Linked DNA regions of Sus scrofa: regions 1, 3, 4 and 5 are each linked to region 2. The links are chromatin contacts, called in public Hi-C and HiChIP or PLAC-seq maps. All regions are on one chromosome and are shown on one strand. Each heading gives the region's core, a stretch centred on a gene start, on an enhancer-like site or on the middle of the called end of the contact. The rest is flanking DNA. Distances are from core to core; before and after follow the strand shown. Region 1 holds the start of TRMT1L (TRMT1-like protein). Region 2 holds the start of IVNS1ABP (influenza virus NS1A binding protein). Region 3 has its middle 120 kb from the start of HMCN1. Region 4 has its middle 170 kb from the start of HMCN1. Region 5 has its middle 160 kb from the start of IVNS1ABP.

Region 1 (2,700 bases), core at 41-2,540, 130 kb after region 2:
GGGTGGGGGGGAAAGACCCCTCCACATAACTTCCAAATTTTGCGGGGGGGGGGGCGCTGGGGGACAAATTCCTGTTTGCCAAATAATCACAATTCCTCTCCCCTGGGTACTGAAACAAGTAGGAAATAAACAGACCCATGAAATTGGCATTAAGTATCTGTTTTATTAACGAGGAACCGAACAGGAAGTGCGAGTCTTGCACCGAAATTAAAAGCAGCTTCGCTTTCCTTCCTTGCTGCCACTAACATTCGGAAAATCCCTGGCAGAGCAGCCAGAAAATCCAGATTTTCCCCGTCTACCCCTGTCTTGAAGGAGCGCGGCTTAAGCTCCCACAGGCTCCGAGAGTAAAGGGAAGAGAAGTGTGGGAACCAGAGAACGCTAGAGCATTTGCCTTGTGGAATCTGAATCGCGTTAGTCAAGCGCCCCGAGCTCCACACACTGACGAGCTCTGGGCATTAAAAGCCTAAACTAAGGTAGGGCACCCACCCAAAAACGCAATACCCGATTCACAGGAATTTTACAACCATAGCGCAGCGCTGATACTGGGACTAGCTAAGTTAAAACAAAAATAAAGATAAAAGGAAAAGAGTCTGCGGGTCAGATGAGGGTGCGAAACGAAGGGCAGACCCTCCAACTTCAAGTCAACCAGAGTGAAAGGTGAGCTTCGTCGGCGGCTCGTAAACCTCCTAAACCCACAGGCTCGGGAACGAACTGACCAAAGCCTACTCCTCAGCAAGGGGGAGCCCCCCAAAGGCAGGGCCGGGCCAGAACCACACCCTTCGGAAAGCAGGCTCAACCCCGGTCCGCCCACAGTGGCCCCGCCCAGACTCGAGGGGCCCCGGAATCCCTCCGTCCCGTCGGCCGCCCACTAGGGCACCTGAGGCAGGCGGGGAGTCCGCCCAGCGAAACGTCAACGAGCCCCCCAGCTCCCTACCTTAACTTACCGGCGCTGGCGGCGGCGGCGGTGGCCACTTGGGACGCCCAGGCCAGGGGAAGGGACCCCGAGGGGAAGGGACCCCGAGCCCGATGCCCGGTGGGAAATGTAGTTCTGCGCTCGTACGCAGGCTACCGCTCGAACTCTCCGGGCGTTTGTTTAGCTTTGCACGTACGTCCTCGCCGGACTGGGAACGCGGCTCCGCCCCACCTCGGAGGCGCAGTGCACCCTGGGTAGTGCAGTCCTGGTTGGGTTCGGGGGTGGGCGGCTGGAAAGGAGACGCAGCGTGGAAACAACACTTTCTTACCTCATTGGACGCCGTCCCCAGCACGCTCCTGCGCAGTGTGCGCTGACGTCGTTACGCCTCGGGGAAAAGGAAGCGGACGGGACCGTGAATCGCCGGCTCTGGCTTTTTATTTTTCTGCTGACAGGATTGGGTCACTGGTTCTTCGTCTTTTGTCTGTTGCCCGCATCCTGCCCTCCCCTTTTGCTGCCCCACTCCTCGGATCCGTCCTCTGGGCGTTCACGCCAGTTCTCTCACCCCGCCGTGAGCCCCTCCTGGTCCCGGGGCGGGCCTGGCACGGAGGCGGTAACTACGGAGAATATGGCGGAGGAGGAGCTGCTGCCCCAGGAGAAGGAGGAGGTGGAGGGGGCCCAGGGCCAGGTCCCGACCCCGGCCCTGGATTCGGCTCCGGCCTCGGCCCCGGCACCGGACTCGGCTCCAGCGCCGGCCTCGGCTCCCGTCCCAGCCCCTGCCCTGGCCCAGGCTCCGGCCCTGTCCCCGTCCCTAGCCTCTGCCCCTGACGAGGCTGAAAGCAGTAAGTGCCGGAGGCCCAGCTCTTTCTGCTGCAGCAGAAGTGCGCCTTGCTGGGGAGTACGGGAGGCCCTTCTTCACTGGGGTGGCTTTGATGAGAAAAGGCGAATTTAGAGAAATGGGGGAAGGAAGGAGGGACCCTGTAGCGGGTAAAACGGGCACTGGATGGGGGAAGGCATCGCCGCAAACCTCGGGGACCTCACAGTGAAGCATATGCGGAGGCCAAGGGTGCTACGGACAGAAGGAAGTAATGAGATTGGGGGCTTCTTGATTAAAGGGGACCTATTTCTGGTACAAAAATAAGAAACTACACCTAATTGGGTAGTTTCCCTCGCAGCCCCGTTCACTAAGTCCTTCAAAATATGAAATAGTCACCGAGGCAACCTGTTCACTGTAGCAGACTCTGACTGCCAACATATATAAACCGGTGCTGATTAGCTTTTATGCCTCAACATAGACAAGAGATGGGTTTTTCTCATTATTTCATTCTTTGTAGCTGTTTGCTTCCAAAAAGAATTTGAGGCTGATGAGTGATTTAAGAAAGAATCGACTAAATTACAAATGTCTTCCCTCAGTCGTAAATACCTATTGAGTTCGTTTTTTCCTCGCAAGTCCGCTGTTGAAAATTAACAGCCTATATTATTGTGCTTCTGAATGTGCGTGCATGTTTTCTAAGTGGTGCTTTATTGGACCGTAAAGGAATTTAAAAGATTGATGAGTAACTCACTGTTAAGAATCTTCTGAACATTTTTAATGTAAAATCTAAGCAAGTTTTCTTTTAAAATTTTTGTCCTGAAATTGACCCTTATGCTCTTTCTGAATTATAACGAAATATCTTAGGCATTTCTTGTCTCTCCTACTTCAAGGCCAGTTGTGAGATTAACGTTTATAAAACATTTGGATGGTTATGGTCTAGTGGAATTGTTTTGCAATTTTAAAACAACATATAAGT
Region 2 (2,700 bases), core at 107-2,606:
TGGCAAATGTCAGTCTTTTTCTCCTTAAGGAAGATATAAGATCATAACAGTAGACATGGTAAATCCTGTTGCCTCTCTCGATGGAACTGGAAGCAAAACCAAACACAAATCTCCTTGTCTCAATATTTTACAATAAAAAGTTGTAGAGCTTCAGGCAGGTAAAGGGCCCCAACATTTTTCCTGCTCCCGTAAGCACACGTTCCTTATCATTTCTAAAGAATGGTAGGAAGCAATGACAAGAGCTCCTACTAATTAAGCAGAGGGATCCAATGCAAACAAGATTAGACCCGGCAGGTGTAAGTGCCCTTATCAAATCAAGATGTGCTAACAGGACATTAGCTTAGAAGCCTCTGCCAAAATCTAAACAAATTTACTTCACTAAATCCCTTCACCTTCAATCTAGAAAACCTTCCAGTGTGCCCTTCAGAGCGGTCTGAAGTTGCTGTCAGAGCCTGGTACATATCACGCGTCCCGTTAAAGGTCTGCCTTTCCGGGTGAGGGGTGGTGGTGGTGGTGGTGGTGGTGGGTAATGAGGGTTGCTATCTGTTCTCAATGTGATTTTCTTTTTTTCCAAGAGGGCAGATCCAGCAGAGGACTGACTCAGTCTCTGAGAGGAAAACTGCACCCAGACAAAACAAATCCCAGGGACGAAAAGCAGAAGTAAACAGGTTTTCACAGCAACAGTGACATAAACATGCCTTCTCCGACCTCTCTAGCTGTTTTCTCTGAGTTACTGAAGCCTCTCAACCTTCTGTCAACGCGCCTCTGTTCCTCCTCAGTCACCACGCCTCCCCCCCGCACACCATCACCCTCCTCCAGAGATAAGGGCGACGGGCAGCCACAGACTCTTAGGTCCACTGCGGCCAGCTCCAGTCTAGGGCGGTTGCCCAGATGTATATTTAACGCGGAGAAATCTAATCTCTCACATCTAATCTCTCAGGCTATTGTGCCTCCAGGGGATGGCAGAACAGGTGAGGGTGGCCGGAGGGAACCAGTTCTCAGACGGTCCGAAAGGGCAAAGCGGGGGTGCGGGGCGACGGAAGGAGGGAGAACGCGACCAGCGGCGCGCTCGGAGCACCCCCTTTCCAGGGATCACCTTGCGCTGACCTAGTTGAACCGCGCAGGACGGAACCGAGCCGGGTGCGGGAGAAGGGCGGGGGCGGGGCGGGGCCAGAGGGGGGCGGGGCCAGAGGGGCGGGGCCCCGAGCGCAGTAAGGCTGGGCTCGCCGCTCATTCGCCGACGCCTTCGGACCGGAAGCACCCGGGAGGCGCTGGCGGCGGCGGCGGCGGCGGCTGCGGCGGCGCACGTGGTGACGTGCGAGGGGGTGCGGCGCGAGCGGGTGGCGGCGGCAGTGTGTCCCGGGCGCGCGTGGAGGACGGTCGCTGCGAGCTGCTGGGCGCAGTGTCTCTCCCTGCGGCTTCTCCGCTGCTGTGCCGGCGAGCGAGCGAGTCCCCGCGAGTCCCCGGCGTCTCTCGCCCTCCTCGCAGCCTTCGCGGACTGTGGCCCGTCTCCCCCGCTCGATCGCTCCCCCCGCCGCGGCCTCGAGGCGCTTTCCGTTGGGCCGAGTCCCGCTCGCTTCCTCCTGCTCCCCGTTGAAGCTCCAGAGATGAGTTTTTCCATCTCTTCAGAGATGAACCAGGTAATGCGCGCTGCTCCCGCCGACGGCGGGGGAGGAGGGCGGGACCGGGCTCGGAGCCGGAGGTAGCGCGGCGCGGTGTCCGGGTCCCGGGGAGGATGCCCCCAGCCGCCGCCGCCCCCCTCTCGAGGGGCGAGGAGTCGGCGCTGCGGTGGTTGCTGGGTCGCGCTGGCGGGCGAGGGCGGGGTGTGGGCCGCCCCGGAGAGCGCTGTGGCCGGGGAGTCGGGCGGGAGGAAAGAGAAGCTTTTGCTCGTGGGGACCGCGGAAACCTGGGATTAGCCGCCGCTGGCCAGGGGTGACCACCCGGAAGGTGGGCTTGGGAATCTCCGTTCTACTGTCATGAACTGACTGACGCCCAGTGTAGGAGTCTGCCCGAGGGCTGGACTCTATTCCGGAGCCCTCCCAGGACCCGGCGCGTACGGGCAGGGAGCTGGCCTAGGGACCCCCATCGGTGCCCCGGGCCTGGGGTAGGGTGGCACCCCTAATCGCCGTGGGCCGCGGGGTCCTTTGTTCCCGCTCCACGTTGCCCGCTCTTCTTGCCAAGCGCGGGGAGAAGGGGGCGGGAGGATGGAGGGAGCGGCTGCCCCTGACGTGTCGGCGCTGAATGACTGCGGGGCCGGCCAATCCCGGGCGGGGGTGTGCAGACGCTGGGCGCCTCGCCTCGCAGCCTTCGGTAGTGGGCTCGGGCCGGGCCCCGCGGGGATGAAGGCCCGGGGCTGCAGGGCTCTCCAGACAGTCACTCTGGGGGACTCGCCACTTTTTGCAAACGAAATCGTCAGAGAGGTTTGCTCTTTTTCTGTCTTTCTGCACATCTTGCAAAGCGACTCGGGTTGTAAGCTCTTGATGGTAGGAAGGCATTAGGCTGTATCAGATTGAGGGTTTAACAGAGGGAAACTTGAACCATAAATACTTTAGAAATAAATTGACTTCTTCAAGTCAACGTAGACAGATCTATTGTTTGAAACCGCTGACGTTTCAAAAACTAGTAAGTATGAATCAGATGCCTGCAGGGTTCATTTTTGTTTTCTACTGTCTTTTGTCAGTGATGGAGGATTAGACACCC
Region 3 (2,700 bases), core at 81-2,580, 250 kb before region 2:
GGAAGCTATTTCATAGTTACTTTTTAAAAAAAATTTTTGGCCATGCCTGGGCATGCAGGAGTTCCTGGGCCAGGGATGGAACCCACCCCACAGCAGTGGCAAGACCAGATCCTTAACCTGCTGAGCCACCAGGGAACTCCTAAAGTTACTTTTAATGTTCGACATGTACAAGAAAATCCTAGAAGAAATAGATCATGAATATTTCAAATACTTTCCTGCCACATTTATTTTATCTATAGCTGAGCATGCAGAAGTGTGGCAGGAACACTTGTCAATTAGAATTTTTTTTAGACTGTATCATGTGATGTGATGTGACTTGGGGTCCAACTGGCTGCAGTGAGAAGCAAGGAGCATAGAGCAATGACAGGCTGAGAAGGACAGAGACAGGTGGTTCCTGGAATGTGCAGGAGCCTCATGCATCCTGGTGAGCAAGGGAAGGGCTGGGGCAGGGGACAGTTTTACCCAGACTGGGCTGTGTTGACTTGATACCAGCAGTAGAGCATGACAGGTCCCCTGGCCAGGTCCTAACTCCCCTTGTGTTTGATCTGGCACCAGATCTTAGCCAGCTCTCTCTGTCCAAAGAATTTCCCCGACTGGGGATATGTTACTTAGAGACAAGACTCTAAACCAGCAATGAGTATATATATATAGATAACTGATCAAAACTTCAAATATATTTGTAACTGAACTCCAGGGGAATCGGGTATGGCAAAAAGAAAAGACACCCCCCCCCCCCCGCCCCGCACTCAATTAGCACTTCTTCTTCTCATTCTTTTCGATATCATTGTTCCTCTTGCTTTATGACTGACTTTCTCACAATCCTCTCTTTTTTTGTGCCTTCCCCTCCCTCCCCTCCCCTCTACCCCCAATTACCCCCCCCCCATTATTGCCTATGTAAAATCAGGCAAATTTCTGAACATCTTGGAACTGTGGTTTCTTCATCCTTAAACTGGGGTTAATACTATCTGTCTCAATGAATTTCTGCACTGCATGGTGCTTAACTAAATAGCACAGATCTCGAGTTCTCCCCTGTGCCAGTGCTTCTTCCTTGAAGACTGACTTATCATTGCAGAGTCCAGCTGAAGGCATGAGGACACACTCACTGAGGACCCACTACAACTTGCACTGGAAGGAGAGCAACCCAAGAATAAAAGAGAAGTTGCCAAGGCATTCTAACTGTGGGACTACAGATCGTGAACTTCGTTTGGCCTTTGAGACATTTCATTTCACAAGCAGAGATTACAATAACAAGCATGTACCCAGTGTCATGCTAAAATCTTATTCATGAACCTGCTGTTCTGCCACGATGATGGAAAGCTAGACTCGTTCCAAATAGACAAGTGAGCTGCAGCCAACTTTTGATTAATGAGGGACAGCTGATCTGATTTGGTGCTCCTTTGGGGGTCCTGCAAGGCCACGTTTCTGTCACATGCACCATTTTAACGTCAGCTTTCCTGCTCTGAGGCTGAGTCTGGGAAGGAGCCATAAATTACTTTCAATCATGCATATGCTGTTGAGCTGGCTGGAGGAGATGGGATGTCAATCTGCCTCTTTTTGGGGAAGGCGGGGGGAGGCTGGATGGAACCTAAAACATCCCAAGGTGCTATTTCAATTGTCATCTTCTGCTTGTCTCCTCCTCGTTCTTCCTGCCTTCTCCTTCTCCTCCAGATTACAGCTGAGGTTCTGGCAGTGCTGCTCAGGATGTCCTGGCTTGAAAGCAATGGGGGCAGTAAGGCTGGAATGGCAATTAAGGACTCAGGTTCTACCTCATCCATGATGAATGTATTCATTCAGTCCATCAGTCAATATGCGTTTATTGTCTCCACATATCCGGAAAGCACTACATTCAAACCTGCTCTAGGAAACTTCCTTTTGTTGGAGTAATTCCCAGCTGTGGCTGTGTCTAAATAGCCTGTGACATTGGCGGGGTGGGGGGGGATGCATATTCCTGGGCTCTACGCTCCAAGGATCCTGCTTCAGTATTCCTGGTGGGGCTCTCTGCATCTGTACTCAGACATGCAGCACCACTGCCTCTATTTCATTGCCATCTGCCTCACAAATGTCTTCCTCCAGCCATGCTCTCTCTGGGCACAAACACCGTCTGTCCACATCAGTCAGCTCATTATGGAAACTTAGTCAAGACCTTCTCCCACAAGAAATATCTATCCATTGGACAAACGCATATAAGCCTTGAGCCGGGAACTCAGTATCTACTCTATGCCAATGATCAGTCCAGGCACTCCCTCGGCTATTTTAACAGTGGTTTTCTGGAGACAACATTCTCTGCATAGAATACACCAGAGGAGGTCTTCAGCCTGAGGGAAAGTTTCCAAGGACAGGTATTTTAGTTGCCACTTAATCGGACCCAAGGTAGAGCTAGCCTATACCAGGTTCTCACGATTCAGGAAGTTGGGGGACAGGGAGGGGCGGGGATTTCTTTCTTGCTCTCTTTAGAAGTAGCAGCCTGGAACTGGGCCTTCTGTTTAAGTGAAGAAACCAGAATCCTAGCATGGAACATGACCTTAGAAGACCCCCAGAGAATTTGAAAAACAGATCAGCAACTCCCACATAATCAGGAGTTGGCAGAAAGCACTGGATAAGCTTAGAAAGATGATTAGTTCGTGCCTGACTTAAATGTTCTGCTTAGTGTTCATTATACAAGTTGACATATTTTAAGTTTGAGGTTATCTATGCCAAAAT
Region 4 (2,700 bases), core at 24-2,523, 200 kb before region 2:
ATATGAGTTACCGAGAATGTCCAAATTCATGGAAACAGAGAGTACAATGGTGCATGCCAGGGGCTGAGGAGAGCTCGGAAAGTTCTGGAAATGGATGATGGTGCTCTTTGCACAACGATGGGAAGGTATTTTATGCCACTGAACTGTACACCTACAAATGGTTAGGATTTTAAAACAAACACATGAACCCACCCAACTGTAATTGGCAATTGTGTTGTTAGTGAGGTTGGGTACGCTTGTAATAGGTATTTTGACTTTAGGGCTAGTTTCTCTGCTTGTTTTTAATGGAGTTGCTATACTGGTATTAATTTTCAGGATATGATTATATAATAAAGATAAAAGCCATTATCATATAAAAAAGCAAGTGCTTCATTTAGCCGCTGCTGTAGGCAGGGAGATTACTAAAGGAATTGCAGACATTTGCCAAAGGATTGTATCCCAAAACGTTAAACAGATTTTACCCAAAGTCAAAACTTAGAAATTTTAAAATCAGAGATCTAGATCATCTTTCTTGCCTCTGGAGGTAATTTGGCATCATTTTATAAAGTGCTGGTTGATCTTGAAAGTGCTGCATTTTATACTTTTTGCAACAGAATGAGAAAACAATGTTAACAGATTAGCTATACCACTGCTGCAGATTCATAACAATTTTTATGGGATCCTGGGGGAGGTGACTTCTGTCTCACTTACCCAGTCCTATAACTAGAATCCACTTTGTAGGACTGATATTATCTTACCTTTTGCCTTCCCCTCTGTGTATAAAACATTTATTTATTTGGTTTCCTGAAAGGAAGTAAGAAACATTATTCTAAGAACTGGCACTTGCTGCCCATTCACTTGGCAGTTTTAAAGACTGAGACACTGAGGGAGGGAGCACAAAGGAAGTCCAACGGGAGGCAGGCTTAACAAGAGTTTAACAGATTAGACATAAATCTAACAGGATCCAGTTCTAAAACTTCTGTTTAGACTTTAAGATTTTTAAATTATAAAAAGCATTTATATAGGAGTTAGAAGTTGGTGTCTGTATACCAAGAGGATAAAGAGTTGGCAATGTAACACAGAGCCCAGAAAAACAGTGGCCTTACCGCGTTCCTGAAATCAATTGCAAGCCAAACCGGAATCTTGACCAAGCACTTGAGCCAAGTAAAGCATGGGCTTGTACTCAATGTCCTACACCTCATGGGCACCTCTGAGGTGGCCAGGGCACAGTGCTGTCCCCAAAATGATCTTAGATTCATAGTAGTGACACATGCAACCTTCTGTCAACAAACAGAGCCATGAAAATAGTGTTGGCCTCTCTGTCCACTGGCCCACGTCCTCAAAAAAGGCAACGTGGAACTGAAGGCAAACACGCAGCATGCCAAAAAAATTAAGTAACAGGCTTTTGACACACTTTATGGCTTCCCATATTCTCCGTGTTTTTTAAGAGAAGAATCTACGCTTGTTCATAAAATGATTAATCATTGTTTTCCAACAATAAAATATCATTTAAAATTGACTTGTTCATTTAGTAAATAGTTACAATCTCCAAACTATGTAATGTTATGGAAAGAATTTTGATATACTGCCAAGTGAAAGCGAATCGTTACAAACCAGTGGAAATTGTGAACTGTTCTTTTTGAAAAGATAAAACTATGACCCTCATAAGATATAAAGTATACAGTTGTCAAAGATGATTACTTAACTCATTATTATTAAATGAGGGAACCAGGCAAGTGTTTCAACTGACTCAAAGGAGAAGCTAAAGAACCATAGATTTACATGGGGTTAATGAACACTGTGGTAAACCTACAGATGGACACAACCTGGCTTTTTCTTGGTGATGGTAGTGGGGATGGAGGTGGTCTCTCCACTGCACAGAAGTCATTTGCAAGACTATAGACAAGAATTATTTGCCTTTACAATAATGTCAGTTATCTACTGACTATGGAGTTAAAAAAAATCCTAATCAAAGTTTCATATAGCAATGCTCCTCAATAGTTTTTTCATTATTACCTTCCTAAGGAGACTTTTTAGACATTTTTACCTAACACTCTCCTCCTCCAAATTAAATACTAAGGAATAAGAGTTTGTTGAGTAGAGCTGAAATTTGGAGAGCCACAAACCATGCATTAGCTAAGTTTTTCCCCCACCTCTAAAGAAATAATTTTGCTCCCTCTGGAGCAATTGAATATCCATGCTCTATAGGACAGACAGTCCCCAGAGGCTCCATTATCTGAAAGGATATCTAGTAATCTCTTTATGATGTCATTTTTAAAAACCACTGTGTGTGTGTGTGTTATATGTTACATTTATATTATAATACATGGAGTTCCCTTTGTGGCTCAACAGTTAACAAACCGACTAGGATCCATAAGGATGCAGGTTCAATCCCTGGCCTCGTTCAGTGGGTTGAAGGATCAGGTGTTGCCATGAGCTGTGGTGTAGGTCGCAGACTCAGCTTGGATCCTGTATCCCTGTCCGCTGTGGCGTAGTCCTGCTGCTGCAGCTCCTATTCGACCCCTAGCCTGGGAACTTCCATATGCTGCAGGTGCAGACCTAAAAAGCAAATAACATAAAATAAAATAAAAAATATATTATTATACATATTACATATATGTGGGCTTAAAGGACAGTGTATGCAGAGGTCAGCAAACTATAACCAGCAGGCCTAATCCAACCAGCCTGTGTCTGTCAATAAAGATTTATTGGAATACAGGC
Region 5 (2,700 bases), core at 23-2,522, 160 kb before region 2:
TCTTTTTACCTTTTTTTTTTTTTTCTTTTTAGGGCTGTATCTGTGGCATAAGGAAGTTCCTGGGCCAGGGGTCAAATCAGATCTGTAGCTGGGGCCTATGCCATAGCCACAGCAACATGGGGTCGGAGCAGCTATTGCAACCTATGCCACAGTTTGTGGCAACTCCAGATCTTTCACCCACGGAGCAAGGCCAGCAATTGAAACCACATACTCACTGGGTCCTTAACCTGCTGAGCCACAATAGGAACTCCATTTCTACCTTTTGAAATGTAGCTACTAGAAAGTGTTAAGTCACATGTGCACACATTATATTTCCATTGGGCTGTGCTGCTGGAGATCTTAAGTTCCACGAGATCAAGGCCACCTTGTTCATGAGTGTATTCCCAGCTATACTGGCACAACACCTGGCAGATAGGAACAAGATTAATAAATACATTTGAAAGAATAAAGCTTTCTAGACAATAGGGATTTATGTGTAGGAGTCTTCTTTATAGAAAAAGAGGAATCAAAGACAATCAGCTGGCAATAAGGGAGTCGAGCCGCTCACCTCTCCAGCACTGCATGTTCTCTGCCCACCATGGGCCTCAGAGCTCCCTTCAGCCTTGCACATTTAGTTATGAAATAGGGTCTAAACTGGATCAAATGAGCAGCATATCCATCTAAAACTGAATAGTTAGGAGTTCCCGTCGTGGCACAGTGGTTAACGAATCCGACTAGGAACCATGAGGTTGCGGGTTCGGTCCCTGCCCTTGCTCAGTGGGTTAAGGATCCGGCATTGCCGTGAGCTGTGGTGTAGGTCACAGACACGGCTTGGATTTCCACGTTGCTGTGGCTCTGGCATAGGCCAATGGCTACAGCTCCGATTCGACCCCTAGCCTGGAAACCTCCATATGCCGTGGAAGCAGCCCAAGAAATGGCAAAAAGACAAAAAAAGAAAAAAAAAATGAAACAGAAAATACTGAAGAAAAGAATCCACATGCATAGCAAGAAATGATTCAAGGGCTATTAATTTGATCTAAACCACTCTCACCAAAATGATCTCATGGCGAATATCTCATTTACTTATCTCAATCCTTGGTATCAGAAAATTCTTCTTAACTTGGATTTGTGACTTGGCAAAACATTTAACACAAATGCAGCAAAGACTGGAGCGTCTAAAACGTCTAGTAATATCCTTAAAGACAGTTTTGCTTCCATGCCGCTCCCTCTCATTCACAGGCATAGACATCACTGTGAAGTGAGTCAGCGATTCCAAGTATCTGTATTGCATTACACCAAGTTCCCCAGAGCTGGCATTAGCAGTACATTGCTGGAGGGAGGAAGAAGCCAAGCTGTCCTGTGATCCCTGAAGACTAATCCAGCAAGAGACGTGCTGGTTAGTCATGGACAAGAACACAGGGATTAGAAGCTATTCAGCCAGTTGTATCAGGTGACAACAAGAAGGCAGCTGAGTGAGAGCTAAGCAAGTGGTGAGAAGGTGATCCAACACCATGGCCCTTGACACAAACACCCATTTTATCCAAGGCACAAAGCACTCCTTAATTGGAAGTATCACTCCTCTCCCCAATGAAAACGATCACTTTAGTAAAGTTTACACACCCCCAGGAAGCTACCTCTCTTTCCATCTTTCCTTGTGTTTCAAAATCCACAGAGCTGAGACCACCAGATGGTATATCCTCAGAAGTGCCATAGTCAGCTGCAAGCTCACTCAAGAACACAGAAATAGTACTGGGTTGGAAGTGAGAACTTGGGACTCCTAGCTCTTCTATCAGGTATTAATTTCAGGATCTTTGAGATGACATGTGTTATGCTGTTGCCCATAGCTGCAATCAAAGCATCACTTGGGACCCTGCTCACAGCAAACAAATTAGCAACAACCATATGACTCAAAGCACTCACTTTCCCTATCTCCAAGGCTTCTTCCACCTTAAAGAAGTCTTGGATGGTCTCAAGACCCAACAGGACACTTTAGCTTCTATGAGACTTTACCAACCCTATGTCCATCTCATCCGACATACCCAATAGAAACATACACACTTTTAGAATAAAACTAGAGGAAGGAAAAAACCCAAATAAATTTTGCTTTATAAGGCCAGAGGTGTGTAGAAATGAGTCAATGGTACTGAGCCAGAACTCTTTGAGCAACAAAACAAATAATAATAGTACTGGATTATAACCCATAGAGTAAAATAAATGAGTCCACACCGAAACAAAGAAATAAATAAACTGAGGAGAAAAGACAATTCTCCCTTACAGAAAAATTCTAATTAATAAAAGTAAAAGAAACAAGGGAAATAGAAAGTCACTGTTAGAACACCACAGCAATAATTACCATAGGCAGAACCCACAGATAGATGCTAATATTAGTGGGTGAAGTTTGAAGGGAAACAGGATATTTGCAAGGTCTCAAAATATCTCCCCCAAGATACTTATTAATAACAAAGGGAAAAATAGTAACTTTTTAGAAGAAAAACCCAGCAGATACCATCCTAACCAAGTGTTCTTAATAAATATGACCGCTAATGGGATACTGCCTCATGAATCACACGTTAGGATGCACTGAGAAGGGTGCTGACATTACGTTTGCTGGTTTCTTTCTTTTTCTTTCTTTTTTTTTTTTTTTTTTTTGTCTTTTTAGGGCCACACCCATGGCATATGGAGGTTCCCAGGCTAGGGGTCCAACCAGAGCTGTAGCTGCCG

The links. A called contact is a pair of places that touch in the nucleus more often than the background predicts. HiChIP or PLAC-seq counts read pairs in DNA pulled down with a chosen protein or histone mark.
Region 1: an H3K27ac HiChIP or PLAC-seq map of alveolar macrophages shows a contact between it and region 2. The contact joins the promoter of TRMT1L here to the promoter of IVNS1ABP in region 2. A contact is called at or near these places in 1 of 5 promoter capture datasets (fetal liver), 4 of 47 Hi-C or Micro-C datasets (embryonic fibroblasts, fetal liver, heart right ventricle and 1 more) and 2 of 2 datasets of contacts at active chromatin or transcription factors (alveolar macrophages and skeletal muscle).
Region 3: a contact with region 2 is called in an H3K27ac HiChIP or PLAC-seq map of skeletal muscle. The contact joins the enhancer-like site here to the promoter of IVNS1ABP in region 2. A contact is called at or near these places in 2 of 5 promoter capture datasets (fetal liver and fetal skeletal muscle), 8 of 47 Hi-C or Micro-C datasets (alveolar macrophages, blood, embryonic fibroblasts and 4 more) and 2 of 2 datasets of contacts at active chromatin or transcription factors (alveolar macrophages and skeletal muscle).
Region 4: a Hi-C map of liver shows a contact between it and region 2, with 2.2 times the contacts expected there. The contact joins the enhancer-like site here to the promoter of IVNS1ABP in region 2. A contact is called at or near these places in 2 of 5 promoter capture datasets (fetal skeletal muscle and liver), 4 of 47 Hi-C or Micro-C datasets (liver and skeletal muscle) and 1 of 2 datasets of contacts at active chromatin or transcription factors (skeletal muscle).
Region 5: a contact with region 2 is called in an H3K27ac HiChIP or PLAC-seq map of skeletal muscle. The contact joins the enhancer-like site here to the promoter of IVNS1ABP in region 2. A contact is called at or near these places in 1 of 5 promoter capture datasets (liver), 6 of 47 Hi-C or Micro-C datasets (embryonic fibroblasts, fibroblasts, heart right ventricle and 2 more) and 2 of 2 datasets of contacts at active chromatin or transcription factors (alveolar macrophages and skeletal muscle).

What each region holds. Positions count from the first base shown.
Region 1 is chr9:126,345,866-126,348,565 of Sscrofa11.1, reverse strand. It overlaps TRMT1L (TRMT1-like protein), which reads left to right and starts at 1,290. Exons shown (of 16, transcript XM_021102636.1): 1 at 1,290-1,752. The coding sequence starts at 1,539. It overlaps SWT1 (transcriptional protein SWT1), which reads right to left and starts at 1,373. Exons shown (of 19, transcript XM_013979933.2): 1 at 1,242-1,373.
Region 2 is chr9:126,478,239-126,480,938 of Sscrofa11.1, reverse strand. IVNS1ABP (influenza virus NS1A binding protein) reads left to right here and starts at 1,356. Exons shown (of 15, transcript NM_001161649.1): 1 at 1,356-1,640.
Region 3 is chr9:126,729,186-126,731,885 of Sscrofa11.1, reverse strand. No RefSeq gene overlaps it. Among named protein-coding and RNA genes, the nearest start is that of HMCN1, 120 kb to the left of the region's middle. Within about 2 kb of position 1,330, at least 4 of the 83 cell types and tissues checked have an H3K27ac peak or open chromatin away from gene starts, as enhancers often do. A contact at or near this core is called in fetal skeletal muscle and skeletal muscle, where this site is marked.
Region 4 is chr9:126,682,199-126,684,898 of Sscrofa11.1, reverse strand. No RefSeq gene overlaps it. Among named protein-coding and RNA genes, the nearest start is that of HMCN1, 170 kb to the left of the region's middle. Within about 2 kb of position 1,273, at least 12 of the 83 cell types and tissues checked have an H3K27ac peak or open chromatin away from gene starts, as enhancers often do. A contact at or near this core is called in liver and skeletal muscle, where this site is marked.
Region 5 is chr9:126,634,068-126,636,767 of Sscrofa11.1, reverse strand. No RefSeq gene overlaps it. Among named protein-coding and RNA genes, the nearest start is that of IVNS1ABP, 160 kb to the right of the region's middle. Within about 2 kb of position 1,272, at least 15 of the 83 cell types and tissues checked have an H3K27ac peak or open chromatin away from gene starts, as enhancers often do. A contact at or near this core is called in alveolar macrophages, embryonic fibroblasts and skeletal muscle, where this site is marked.